Linked DNA regions of Mus musculus: region 2 is linked to region 1. Evidence: chromatin contacts called from public promoter capture Hi-C data. All regions are on one chromosome and are shown on one strand. The core of a region is the stretch at or near the end of the contact, and the rest is flanking DNA. Distances in the headings are between cores, read along the strand shown. Region 1 holds the start of 9130221F21Rik (RIKEN cDNA 9130221F21 gene). Region 2 holds the start of Vamp5 (vesicle-associated membrane protein 5).

What was found. Promoter capture Hi-C pulls out the DNA fragments that hold promoters and counts their contacts.
Region 2: a contact with region 1 is called in a promoter capture Hi-C map of liver, with 3 times the contacts expected there. The contact joins the promoter of Vamp5 here to the promoter of 9130221F21Rik in region 1. A contact is called at or near these places in 1 of 39 promoter capture datasets (liver), 1 of 15 datasets of contacts at CTCF or cohesin (the NIH/3T3 cell line) and 1 of 115 datasets of contacts at active chromatin or transcription factors (pancreatic cancer cells).

Annotation. Positions count from the first base shown.
Region 1 is chr6:72,039,137-72,044,985 of GRCm38.p6, forward strand. It overlaps 9130221F21Rik (RIKEN cDNA 9130221F21 gene), which reads right to left and starts at 3,392. Exons shown (of 3, transcript NR_046180.1): 1 at 3,225-3,392.
Region 2 is chr6:72,377,932-72,383,656 of GRCm38.p6, forward strand. Vamp5 (vesicle-associated membrane protein 5) reads right to left here and starts at 2,537. Exons shown (of 3, transcript NM_016872.4): 1 at 2,450-2,537. The coding sequence starts at 2,452. Gm52494 (a long non-coding RNA gene) reads left to right here and starts at 1,351. Exons shown (of 3, transcript XR_003956310.1): 1 at 1,351-1,842; 2 at 1,966-2,173.

The sequences.
Region 1 (5,849 bases), core at 2,142-4,641:
AGCTATCCATGCCCAAGGTTGGATCAAGGACTGCCTAGAATCTAACTTAGCTATGTCAACATATCAATCCTTAGGAGCACTTGTAATAAAGCAATATTAAGGGAAAGCACACAGATCCTTTTACCAACTAAAGAAAGGACATTGGAGCATTCTTTATACAGGATGCCACGGTTCCAGGAGACTAAGTTTCCAAGAACTTTTCGCCTGGGGACAGCGCCCAGGTTTTTGGGGCCTTTCCTGCTTGTCACTACTGGAGAGGATGTAGCCACAGGCCATTCAAATATGTGAATATTTTAATGCTTAGTCATCAGCGAGTGGCATTATTTGAGAATGATTAGGAGGTATGGCCTTGATGGAAGAAATGTGCCATTGGGGGTGGTGGTGGGCTTTGAGGTTTCAAAAGTTTGTATTCCTATGCAAGGCCCAGTCTCTCTTCCTCTCTCTCTCTCTCTCTCTCTGTTTGCAGATCAGGATGTAGCTCTCATCTACTTCTCTGGCACCACACCTGCCCGCCGACATGCTCCCTGGCACAGTAATCATTATTGCTCTGACTATGCCTTTGGTACTGTAAGCAACCCCTCAGTTAAATCCTTTCTTTTACAAACATTGCCTTGGTCATGGTGTCTCTTAGCAGCCATTGAACAGTGACTAAGATATCTGGGAAGAAGGGACATCAACTGAGTTGCTCAGATCAGACTGGCCTGTAGCCATGTGTGTGGTAAACTGTCTTGACTGACAATTGATATGGGGGAGCCCAGCATACTTCTGTGGCATCATTGTAGGCGGGGTGGCCTGGGCTGACGAAGGAAGCAAGCTAAGCAGGAGCCTGTGAGCCTGTTCTCTATGGTTCCTGCCTTCAGGTTCTTGACTTGAGTTCCTGTCCTGACTCCCCTTAAAAATGGACTGTAAGATGAAATAAGCCCATTCCTCCCTCAAGTTTCTTTTGGCAAGGATGTTTTTTTCACAGTAACAGAAAATCAAACTAGAATAGTCGGTAAAACAATTTTTTTTTGATCGAACACAAGAAGGTTTTTTTTTTTTTTCTATGTCCCATCTAGTTTGAGGTCTCAATTTGAAAACATCGTGTGGCCAGGGGTAGTTTGACTAGCTGGGGCTATAATCATCTGGAAATGTCTTTACTCACAAAACTTTTATAGCAATATATTACTAATTGATCTGCCTACCAAGCCCCCTCTGTCTATTTTTTTTTAAGGAAATAGTTATTTATAGTTCATATTGGGCTATCAGCCATTCTGAGTACTGATTTTGGGGGGGGCTCTTTTTGTATATTCCATTTAAAGCTGAACTGGTTTGAGTTCTCTAGGAAGTAGAGATTAAGGCAGAGTAAGAGATATGAGAGATTTGTTGCAGAAAAACACCTATGAACTAAAAGGAAAGAGAATAGAGTGAGGTAAGGAGAGACATCAGAGTACAGACAAGCTAAGATTCCAACAAGGGCTCAGAGCAGGACCGCACCTTAGATAAGGCCCACATTAGATAGACATAGGCAGGCCCTTGTGCCAATCCCTTCTTTTATCACTGACTTAGAAGACTATATCAAGGACATCTTGGTGACCATTGTCCCCCCACCCCTACCTTCTTTGAAACAGGGTCCTATACAGTCCAGCTGTACACTGAACTTTCTATGTAGCTGAGACTGGTCTTGAGCTACTGATCTTCTTGCCTGTGCCTTTTGAGCGCTGGGATGAACAGAGGATATCATCATACTTTTTGTCTTACTTATTGTTCTATTGCTGGGAAGGGGCACTTATGACCAAAGCAACTCTTACAAAAGAAAGCAGTTAAGTGGAAGCTTGCCTACAGCTTCAGAGGATTACTCCATTGTCCTTATGGCAGGAAGTGTGGTGGTGCATAGGCAGGCATGGTGCTAGAGAAGTAACTGAGAGCTTTACACCCTGGTCCATGGGCAGCAAGCAGAAGGAAGGAGGAATGGAGGGAGGGAGGGAGGGAGGGAGGGAGGGAGAGAGCGAGCCTGCCTGAGCCTGAGCCTGAGCCTGAGCCTGAGCCTGAGCCTGAGCCTGAGCCTGAGCCTGAGCCTGAGCCTGAGCCTGCGGTGGGCTTCACATTCTAATCCGTTCAAGCAGTTCATCACCTGATAACTAAGCATGTACATATATGAGCCTATGGAGGCCATTATCATTCAAACCACCACATCCTACTCCCTGGCCACCATAGGCTTGCAGCTGTCATCATAATGCAAAATGCATTTAGTCCAACTTCAAAAGTCTTTAATAGTCTAACATTCTTTAAAAGTCCAAAGTCTCTTAGACAGGAATTTTGATTGTGGGTTAGTAACCCTGTCCCTCCACGTGATGCCCTGTCTACCTACTGGAGGTGGATTCTTCCACTTATCTTTCCCCAGTGTTGGGCACTTTGGCTAAGGTTCACCCTCACTGAGTCCTGAGAGTGCCTCACCTCCCATGTCTCTGGTACTTTCTAGAGGGCATCCCCACCTCCCACTCCCCAAGGCTGCTTACTTCCATTCATTCCCTTTACCCTCTGGGCTTCTCTCCTGCCCCCCATATCTGACTCTATTCCCCCTTTCCCCTCACCCTGTCCCAGAATTGTTCCTGTCTAAAAGAACTACAGGAACAAAAATGGAGAAGAGACTGAAGGAAAGGAGGTCCAACTTGGGATCCATCTCATGAGGGGACACCAAGGCATGACACTACTGTTCTATGATATGCTTATAAATGGGAGCCTGGCATGGCTGTCCTCTGAGAGGTCCTGTCAGCAGCTGACTGAGACAAGAGCAGATACTTACACACCTAACATTGGACTGAAGTCAGGGATCCCTACGGTTCAATTAGGGGAAGAATAGCCCTGGCTGTTCTAGAACTCACTCTGTAGATCAGGCTGGCTTCAAGCTCACAGAGATCTACTTGAGTCTGCTCCACAAGTGCTGGGATTAAAGGTGTGAATTACTATTTCAGGTCATCAACTCAGTCTCTTAATTATAATTCCTTGTAAAAGCAAAGTCAAATGAGAAACTTCCAACAAACAATGGCACAGAATGAACATTCCTCCCAGTCTAAAGAGGAAGAAAGGAGGTGTAGTGAGGAAATATCAGATCAATGAAAAGACCAAAAATCAGCAGTGCACACTCAAAATTTTTGCATTTCCATGTCTTATGTCAAAGACCTCCAACTCCTTTTAGTTTTCTTAACTGAAGCACACTTCTCCTTCTTGGGCTGGTTCCATACCTGGTCTGCAACTCTCCTCAGTGGGTAATTCAGGGTTTTGGTATCTCCAACATCTTGGGGTCTCCAATCCAATCCAGGTTTTATCTTCACATCTTTGAGAGATGGCCTCTCCCCCAGGGACTCTGCATCGGTACCCCCAACCTATTCTCACTTTTGCAACTACACTGTAACCCCTACTGTCGCAGGATACTGATGCTCCTCCCAAGAGAATGTTTGATGGGGTTGTACCTTGGGACTTACTCCATGCGTTTATGGCCTGGTTAGTAAATACAATTGAGGGATTTTGTGTTCTAGTACGGTTTATTCCTAGAATGACTTATTACTCTGGGGAGGGTGTCATCAACCAGCTAGCACCTCCAAACAGTCTAGTTAAAAGGGTGGCCATTTCTGCTGTGTTACTAGGTCCTCTACATGACATAGAGCTGGCTGGAGCTGCTAATATAGGGGTCTCAGAAACATCTTATGGATTCAAGATGGCCCATTACTGAAAAGGGGGAATAATAAGGCTAGGCTGATTCCATGATTGGCTGCACACTGGCAGTTAAGCAGATTAGCTCTAAATCTCTGTTTCCAAGAACTGGGCAAGTCCAGGCCTCAGAAGCTGCCCTGCCACCTGGCCTGAGGCAAGGACAAATGGGTCAGCAACAGTTTCCAGACCTCCCGAACAAGTTTCCACCCCAGTAACGGAATGTCCATAGAGATGGACCCAACAGATTAACCTACCCCAGAATTTCCAAATACACTTTAAATCAGGCCTGCAAGCTCACTAGGTTGTCTCTCTGTTCTGGTAACAAGAGACCCCAGCTTGCTGCACTTCTGCATAATAAAACACTCTTTGCATTTACATTCTATTTGAGTCTGGGGTATCATTCTTCGGTGAATCATGGACCCTTTCAAGGACTTGCCTCCATCCCACTTCCTGGTGCCCTCTTTCTCCTTAAACTATACATTTTGTATTTTTCCTTGATTATTTTTCTCCTTTTCATTATAGATCTGCATAAGAGTAAACGCTAATAGTCAAACAACACAGTCAATACTAAGCTGTCTGGAAATCTCTGCCAAGGATTCTCTGTTAATCCATAACTCTTCACTTTAGCCTTAGGCAGACTTTTTTCTTCTTAAACAAGAGCAGAAAATAGCCATATTCTTCACAAAAATATCACAGGGAAGATCTCTAGGCCAAGTATTAATATTCTTACCTGAAACCCCTTGAGCCATTGCCCCCTGCTTAGGTCAAACCACCGTCAGCACCATTGTCTTCCATGTTCCTCCTAGTATGGCCCATTAAGCCCTGCTTAAAGCATTAAGCTGCTTTCCTGATCTAAAGTTCCCAGTCTACATTCCTGCAAACAAAAGCATGGTCAGGCCTATCACAGCAATACCCTATTCCCTGGTACCAACATCTGTCTTAGTTAGGGTTTCTATTGCTGTGAAGAAGCACCATGACCATGGCTTATCTTATAAAGAAAAACATTAGATTCTAGTCATAGAGTGAGGCTAGGGATGCTTCAAAGCACCCCACAGCACACAGGACAGCCACCATCATGTAATTACTTCACCGAAAATGTCAATGCTGCCCAAGTCAAGAAAACTCACTCACTAAAAATCTTCCCAGGAGACATGGGGTGTGGGTATGACTACACACTAATTTGATTATCTCTTATTTGGCCTACAGACAAAGTTTGTTTGCCAAAAATTAATGAATAAGAATGAACATTGCTCAGCACACTGAGGCGTGTCTTAGCTTAACACAGAAGGCCCTGGGATGCTTTGGTACGCATGCTTCTGCGTGTGAGATCGGGAAGACGCCACTCATTTGCCTGCTTTCTCCAGCCCTTTACTGACTTGGATCAAAGGCTGACCAAGTATTGAGAGCAAAGGCAGGCATGGTACAGTTTAAAATAAACATATTTTAATTCTGCATCCCATTTGAGTCTAGGTTTTCATCACTTGAACATATCATACAGGGACAGAGGGGCATGCTGACCTGAAAGCTCTAGAGACCCAAACACAGGGCTGATAGTCACTTCCCAGCACTGTGTTTCAGGCTGGGATCCTTTCCCAGGCCTGCAGGGTAGAGCCTATGTAGTCAGCCTTTGGCATCTCCTCAACAGGGCTTTTCTTGCCTTGAATGGATGAGTGAAAAACTGCTTACTTGACAGACAGAAAAAGGAAAAAGAAGATTAAAAATGTTTGAAAAGTCACCCTGTTGTTTGACTTGAAAAATCTCACAGAACTGTTCAGGAGTGGGAGCAGTGGCCGGAGAGGAGGTGGGTGCAGGGACACCCCGATTTATAAGGACAGTGTGCACGCTGCTGTGAATGGGCCCAAGGCCGTTTCCAAACCCAGTGGGAAAGCCACAGTTATAAACTGATACTTACTGGTGCACACCATAGTCACAGTTCCTGCCGTGGTGTTTTGCTTTCATCTGAAGATGCAACATTTATGTCATTTATACAGAGATATCAGCCACAAAGCGGGTGTGGGCCTATTTCATGAAATCCATAGCCAGGAGCTGGGGAGATGACTTCATTTGGCAAAGTGCTTGATGCACAATCCTGAGGACCTCAGCACACCCATGGTGTGCACCTATAATCTTGGCCGCAGAGAGGCAGAAACAGGTGG
Region 2 (5,725 bases), core at 1,287-3,786, 340 kb after region 1:
TCCTTGTCTAGAGTAAGTAGGTAACCAACCTGAGGGTAGAATGGACAGAGATTCCACATGTCTAATCCCTGTGCTAAACCAGACGCACAGAAAGTGTGAGGTCTGGTGCCCCTGATGACTGGCTAAAGAGTACTAGCCACTGGATGCCAACTCTGCTTGTGTTCAAAGGAGAAAGGCCCGTGACTACAAGCACAAGTTCTGCCAGACAAATGATTCTGAGGATTATTTTAGGCTGAGCATAGGCCTATGAACCTACCTAATCCCAGTACTCAGTAGGCAGAGTTCGAGGCCAATCACGTCTATATAGTATCTAGTCGGACCTTGTCTAAAAAAATTTATTCTATATCTGGACATGGTGTCAAATACTTGTAATCCTAGCACTTGGGAGGCAGAGGCAGGAGCATTGCTGCAACTTCAAGGCCAGCTTTGTTTACTTAGGTCATTTAAGGGCAGGGTATATAGCAAGACTGCCTCAAAAAAATAGTTAACTCCATTCAGGCACTGTGGCTCAGCGACATCGTGAGTTCTGCATCAATCTGATCTACATGAGACCTTGTCCCCCAAAACCAAACAAGCAGGCTAAATAATTTTTAGTTATTTATGGTGGGGCTGGAGAGGTGGCTCAGCATTTAAGAGCACTTGCTGCTTTTCTAGAAGATCTGGGTTCCTAGCACCCACTTGGCGGCTCACGGGTGCCTAAAATTCCAGTACAAGGTGAAATTCCCTCTTCTGGCCTCCACAGGCACTGCACACACATGGTACCCCGCACACATACATGCAGGGGAAAATTCATACACATGAATAAAATCTTTTAAAATGATCTATGGTGCTAGGAAGATGCCTCCATAAATAAATCCCCTGTTGCACAAGTTTGGGGACCAGAGTCTGACTCCCTAGCACCCACATAAAAGCCAGGCAGTCTGCCTGTAATCCTAGGGGCAGGAAGAAGGGGCCGGTCCCAAGGACAAGCTGGCAGCTAGACGAGACAAACTGGTGAGCTCCAGGTTGAACCAGAGATCCCGTCTCCAAAAATAAAGTGGAAAGCTGTTTAATAAGACACCTGACATCAGCCTCTGACTTCCACATGTATCTAAACAGGCATGTGCCCAGACACGTGAACAAGCGTGCATACCACACATGCAAAAAAATATTGCTCATTTCCATCTCTCATTTTCATCTCCTCCATCACTGTTTTGTGCTATTCCAATGGCAAAAAAGAATTTTTTTCTTAAATCATTTTGACTGAATGAGTCCCAGTGAAGAAAAGGGAAAGGAAAGGGAAATCAGTTGGGGGTGGGGGTATATATGGTAGTCAGAGGGATGGGATGCAGGAGGAAAGAGCTGGAGACAGAAAGGGGGACAAGGGAAGAAGAGATAGATGATGGAGCTGGAGACAGGCTGAAGGGATAAAATTAATGCATCCCCCAGACTCTGAACCCCCAAGGTTCTCCTGAACAGCCAGATAACCTAACCTGGCGCAGCCTTCTTTTCAGAACTTCTCCTCAAGAGCTGAGAGCCAGTTGAAAGACCATCTCTGCCCTGTACTCTCGGAAGTGGGCTCTCAGCTCCAGCCCATTCTCAGAGCCTCCCTCGGTTTCCTGGTGTGGCCTCAAAGCTTAGGGCTACCTTCCTGCCACACTTCCCTTTCCTGCCTCCAGTTCCCTAGAGATGAGGCCATCCAGGCATTGCCACCCCTAGCCAGGCCACATCCATCCCATCTTAGAGTACTAAACTTGCTTCCAGTCTGGCCACCTTCCCAGGAGCCCTGGAAGGTGGGATCCAGGCATCAGTGGTCCCTGACACTTTTGTCTTGGAAATGGCAAGTCTGCAGCAGGAGTGAATGTAGGTGACTCAACTCATGATTATGTTACTAGGTAGAGGTTAGGAAAGAGTCAGCAGGCTGGGTCACAGGGATAACTTCATGGAACTTTTATAGTAAACAACTTATTTTCTCTTTTCCCCCAGGGAAGTGTTTATCTGTCAGCACGTCAGCACGGGGCCTCTACCAGGCATCTGCTCAGGTTTCCAACCCTTGGGCCAGCTCTGGCTCCTCTTAGCCTGGGGAAGAGCTGGAGAGGTCATCGCATTACCTACCACTTCTCAGCAAAGGGTTCTGAGTGCCTGGCAGCAGCGACCATAAACATCTTCTTTAACCTCTCAAGGACCCACCAAGGTAAGTATTGCTGCCCCTACTTCACTGCGCGGAAAAGGAGGCTCGTGGAGGTTAAGTAACTTGCCCGGTATTGCCGGGAGCTGATAACTGCTCCAGGAGCGTGGGAAGCTGTAGCACCGCTCACTCTGCCCCGACGGGGCGCACTCCGAAGTCTCCCTCCCCGGTTGCCTGCAAAGTTGGGGACTAGTCCGTGCGACCAGCGTGACCTATGCCCCTGGGGTTCAGAATCCTGCTTTTTGCCCCTGCACAATCGCCCTCTGCCCCTGCCCGTCTCACCATTGCCTCCGCAGCCGCCGCCGCTGCCTGCTCGCCGGCTCCGATTCCTCTGCCCCGAGCGGCCTCAGTGCCCGCGGCCCGGGAGGAAGCCGTGGGGCGGGGCGGGCCCGCAGCCCAAGAGGGAGGGGGGCGCGCCTTCTCAGAGGTGCCCGTCCCGGGCAAACCGAAAGCGGTGACAGGACCCGTGGGGCGCCTCCTACCGGGCCACAGGCGTCCGATTTCCGATGACACCCCAGCCTGGTGAATTGGGGACCGATGTCTCTTGGATCTGGGGCTGCATCAGGAGTTAGCCCAGGAGGCGTCATTCCGTCATGCAAAAAGCATCTGTGGGAGCTATGTGCTGGAGCTGACATGAACAAGCCAGAAGTATTTGCCACCTTGGTGAGTGCGTCTCACCCGAAATTAAAAACACACCAACCACTCCAAAGTTCTGATTATTTACAGACGGAACAGGCAGTATTCTGAATACATTGTATGTCACCGAGTTATACCCTTAAAAATGGTAAGCTAGGGCTGGTGAGATGGCTCAGTGGGTAAGAGCACCCGACTGCTCTTCCGAAGGTCCGGAGTTCAAATCCCAGCAACCACATGGTGGCTCACAACCATCTGTAACAAGATCTGACGCCCTCTTCTGGAGTGTCTGAAGACAGCTACAGTGTACTTACATATAATAAATAAATAAATCTTTTTAAAAAATGGACTCGCGTTGTGGAAAGAACCAACTCCTGCAAGTTGGCCTCTGATCTCCATACATTGGGGGAGGAAGATTTTTAAAATGCTAAAGTGTTGCAGACATTTCTGTGAGCTAAAAGTCTCAATGGTGTGTGGATGGATCTCAAGTTTTGAACCAACAAGAGGCAGAAGAGGCAAAGGAGAAGATGGGAGCCAGCTTCCAAAGTGGTACTCAAGCAGAGACCATCTCTTTTGGATAAGAATAAAATACAAACTACACAGACTGTCTTGAAGAGTTTCACAGCATGAGTTTAGGACAGAGTTGCAAGCTGCTGCAAGGAAAACAAACAGGTGTTGCCCAGCCTGAGAACACACACTTTCTCTTAGATTCCTGGTGTGGGCCTTGCGGGATGGTCCTCTAACAGGTGAGGAAGATGGAGTTCTTGACGAAGAGAGATGCCGAGGAAACTGCGGCTTTTCTTGCAGAACTGGGAACTGAGAAGTCCTTTCCTTAATCTCATTGGCCCGTCCCAGCCTCAGGCCAACTTCAAGGTTAAAATGAGGTTGTTTGTAAAGAACTGTGCAAAAGGTGCAGAAAGCCTGAAGACTTGTAAAGGATACGCTGTGCTCTGAATTCCACAAAAAGCTCACGGAGGAATATATTAAGTGGTGCTGTTTTATGTGCTTAATCGAAGGCTAAAATGTGAGACCGCAGAGACGGCTCAGCAGTTAAGAGTCCTGGCTGCCCCTCCAGAGGACTGAGGTTTAATTGTCAGCACCTACATGCCAGCTCACTACATGCCAGCTCACTACATGCCAGCTCACTACATGCCAGCTCACTGCGGTCTGTTAACTCCAGCTCCGGGGGATCCGATGCCCTGTTCTGGCCTCCAAGGACACGTGTCACACATGGTCACAGTCACACATGCAGAGGAAGCATCTTTACACATAAAATAAAAATAATTTAAAGAACAAAGAGTTTTTAAAAAGACTTTAGTTTTAAGGCAAAAACTCAATTGTAAATGGATGCTGGGGATGGGCTTGCCTGTTTTGCCCCAAGCCCTGGGTTTGATGTCCCGCATCATACAAACCAGACTTGGTGGTAGATGGCAGCATCGGCGAGCCAGCAGCAGAAGGGTCAAGGTTCACAGCCATGGCCTGCTGTCTAATGAATGTGAGCAGTTACTACATGAGAGCCTGCCCGAAGACAAAATAAAACAAAACCAAACAGAAAACTGAGCTGGCTCTGTAGCTATGGTTGTGATCCTAACACTTAAGAGGATGAGGCAGGAGGATTGACTGAGTTTGAGACCAGCCTGGGTCATATATAGTAAATTCCAGGACAGCTTAACCTAGGCTTCAAGGCTACAAAGTAAGACTTTGTCTATTAAAAGAAAGAAAGAAAGAAAGAAAGAAAGAAAGAAAGAAAGAAAGAAAGAAAGAAAGAAAGGAAGAAAGGAAGAAAGAGAAAAGAGAAGAAAACAACAGAAAAGAAAAGAAAGGAAAAGAAAAGAGGAGAAAAGAAGAGAAAAAAGAAGGCCATGTGAATTTGACTCCAATGTAAAATGAAAGCAGCCTCTTACAGGAAGTGCTGACTCTGGCTTTTCTCTGTTCTAAACTCTTTTTTTTTTTCCTTTCCGAGACAGGGTTTCTCCGTATAGTCTTGGCTGTCCTGGAACTCATTCTGTAAACCAGGCTGGCCTCACACTCAGAAATCCACCTGCCTCTGCTTCCCGAGTGCTGGGATTAAAGGCGTGCGCCACCACTGCCCAGCTGTTCTAAACGCTTGTAGGCCTGTTCCTTTGCTGGAGATGCTGGTGTGCTTCTAGATTTGTGTAGCCTTCCTGAGCTGCTGTGGAGAAATAGTTAAAGCCATCTTCCACCTTCCAGGCTGCCCTTGACATCCTAAATGTGGCTTCTCTTAACCAAAATGCCAGGGGCTTTTGTCCCTGGGTTGAGCCACTGTGAGGATAGACCACTGGTTTCCATGCTTGGACACATTACCTCAGAATGGGCTGGGGGTGAAGAGGGTAGGCTCACTCATGTCAAAGTAGATGGAGAGGGGCTGTTTGGTACTTTCCCTGCCCTCTGTGGAATCGAGAGCATGATCCAAAATCTGGCCTGTATTTAGTATCCCACATTTTTGACTCTCAACCCATCCCTTTCCTCACATGCTCCCAACAACAGGTTGTTTCTAATTCTGGAAAGGTTGTGTAGGAACCAAGGACAGAGGAAGCCAAGAACCACAAGCCAAGGCAGACTGGGCTCTGGAAAGAACCGCAGTGATGAAGAACCTGGTGGGAAGGAGGAGTCCAGAAGACAGAAAGCTCATTGTGCTGTCAGCCTGGTCCTGTGACATTGACTCTGACTAGCCATGGGACTCTGGGGAGGGAGAGATGCTCACCACCACTCCCTCAGAACAGCTGAGATCCAGGCCTCTATAAAGACCCAGAAAAGCAAGGATAGACAAAAGACAAACAGAACAACCCACAAAGGATACGCTGACTAGCTCCTTCAGCCTCTCTCTGGCTCTGAGTCATACCTAGGCCATAGACGAGACATGGCAGAAGTGACAAGAGCCCTTGAACCAGGTCTTACATGACC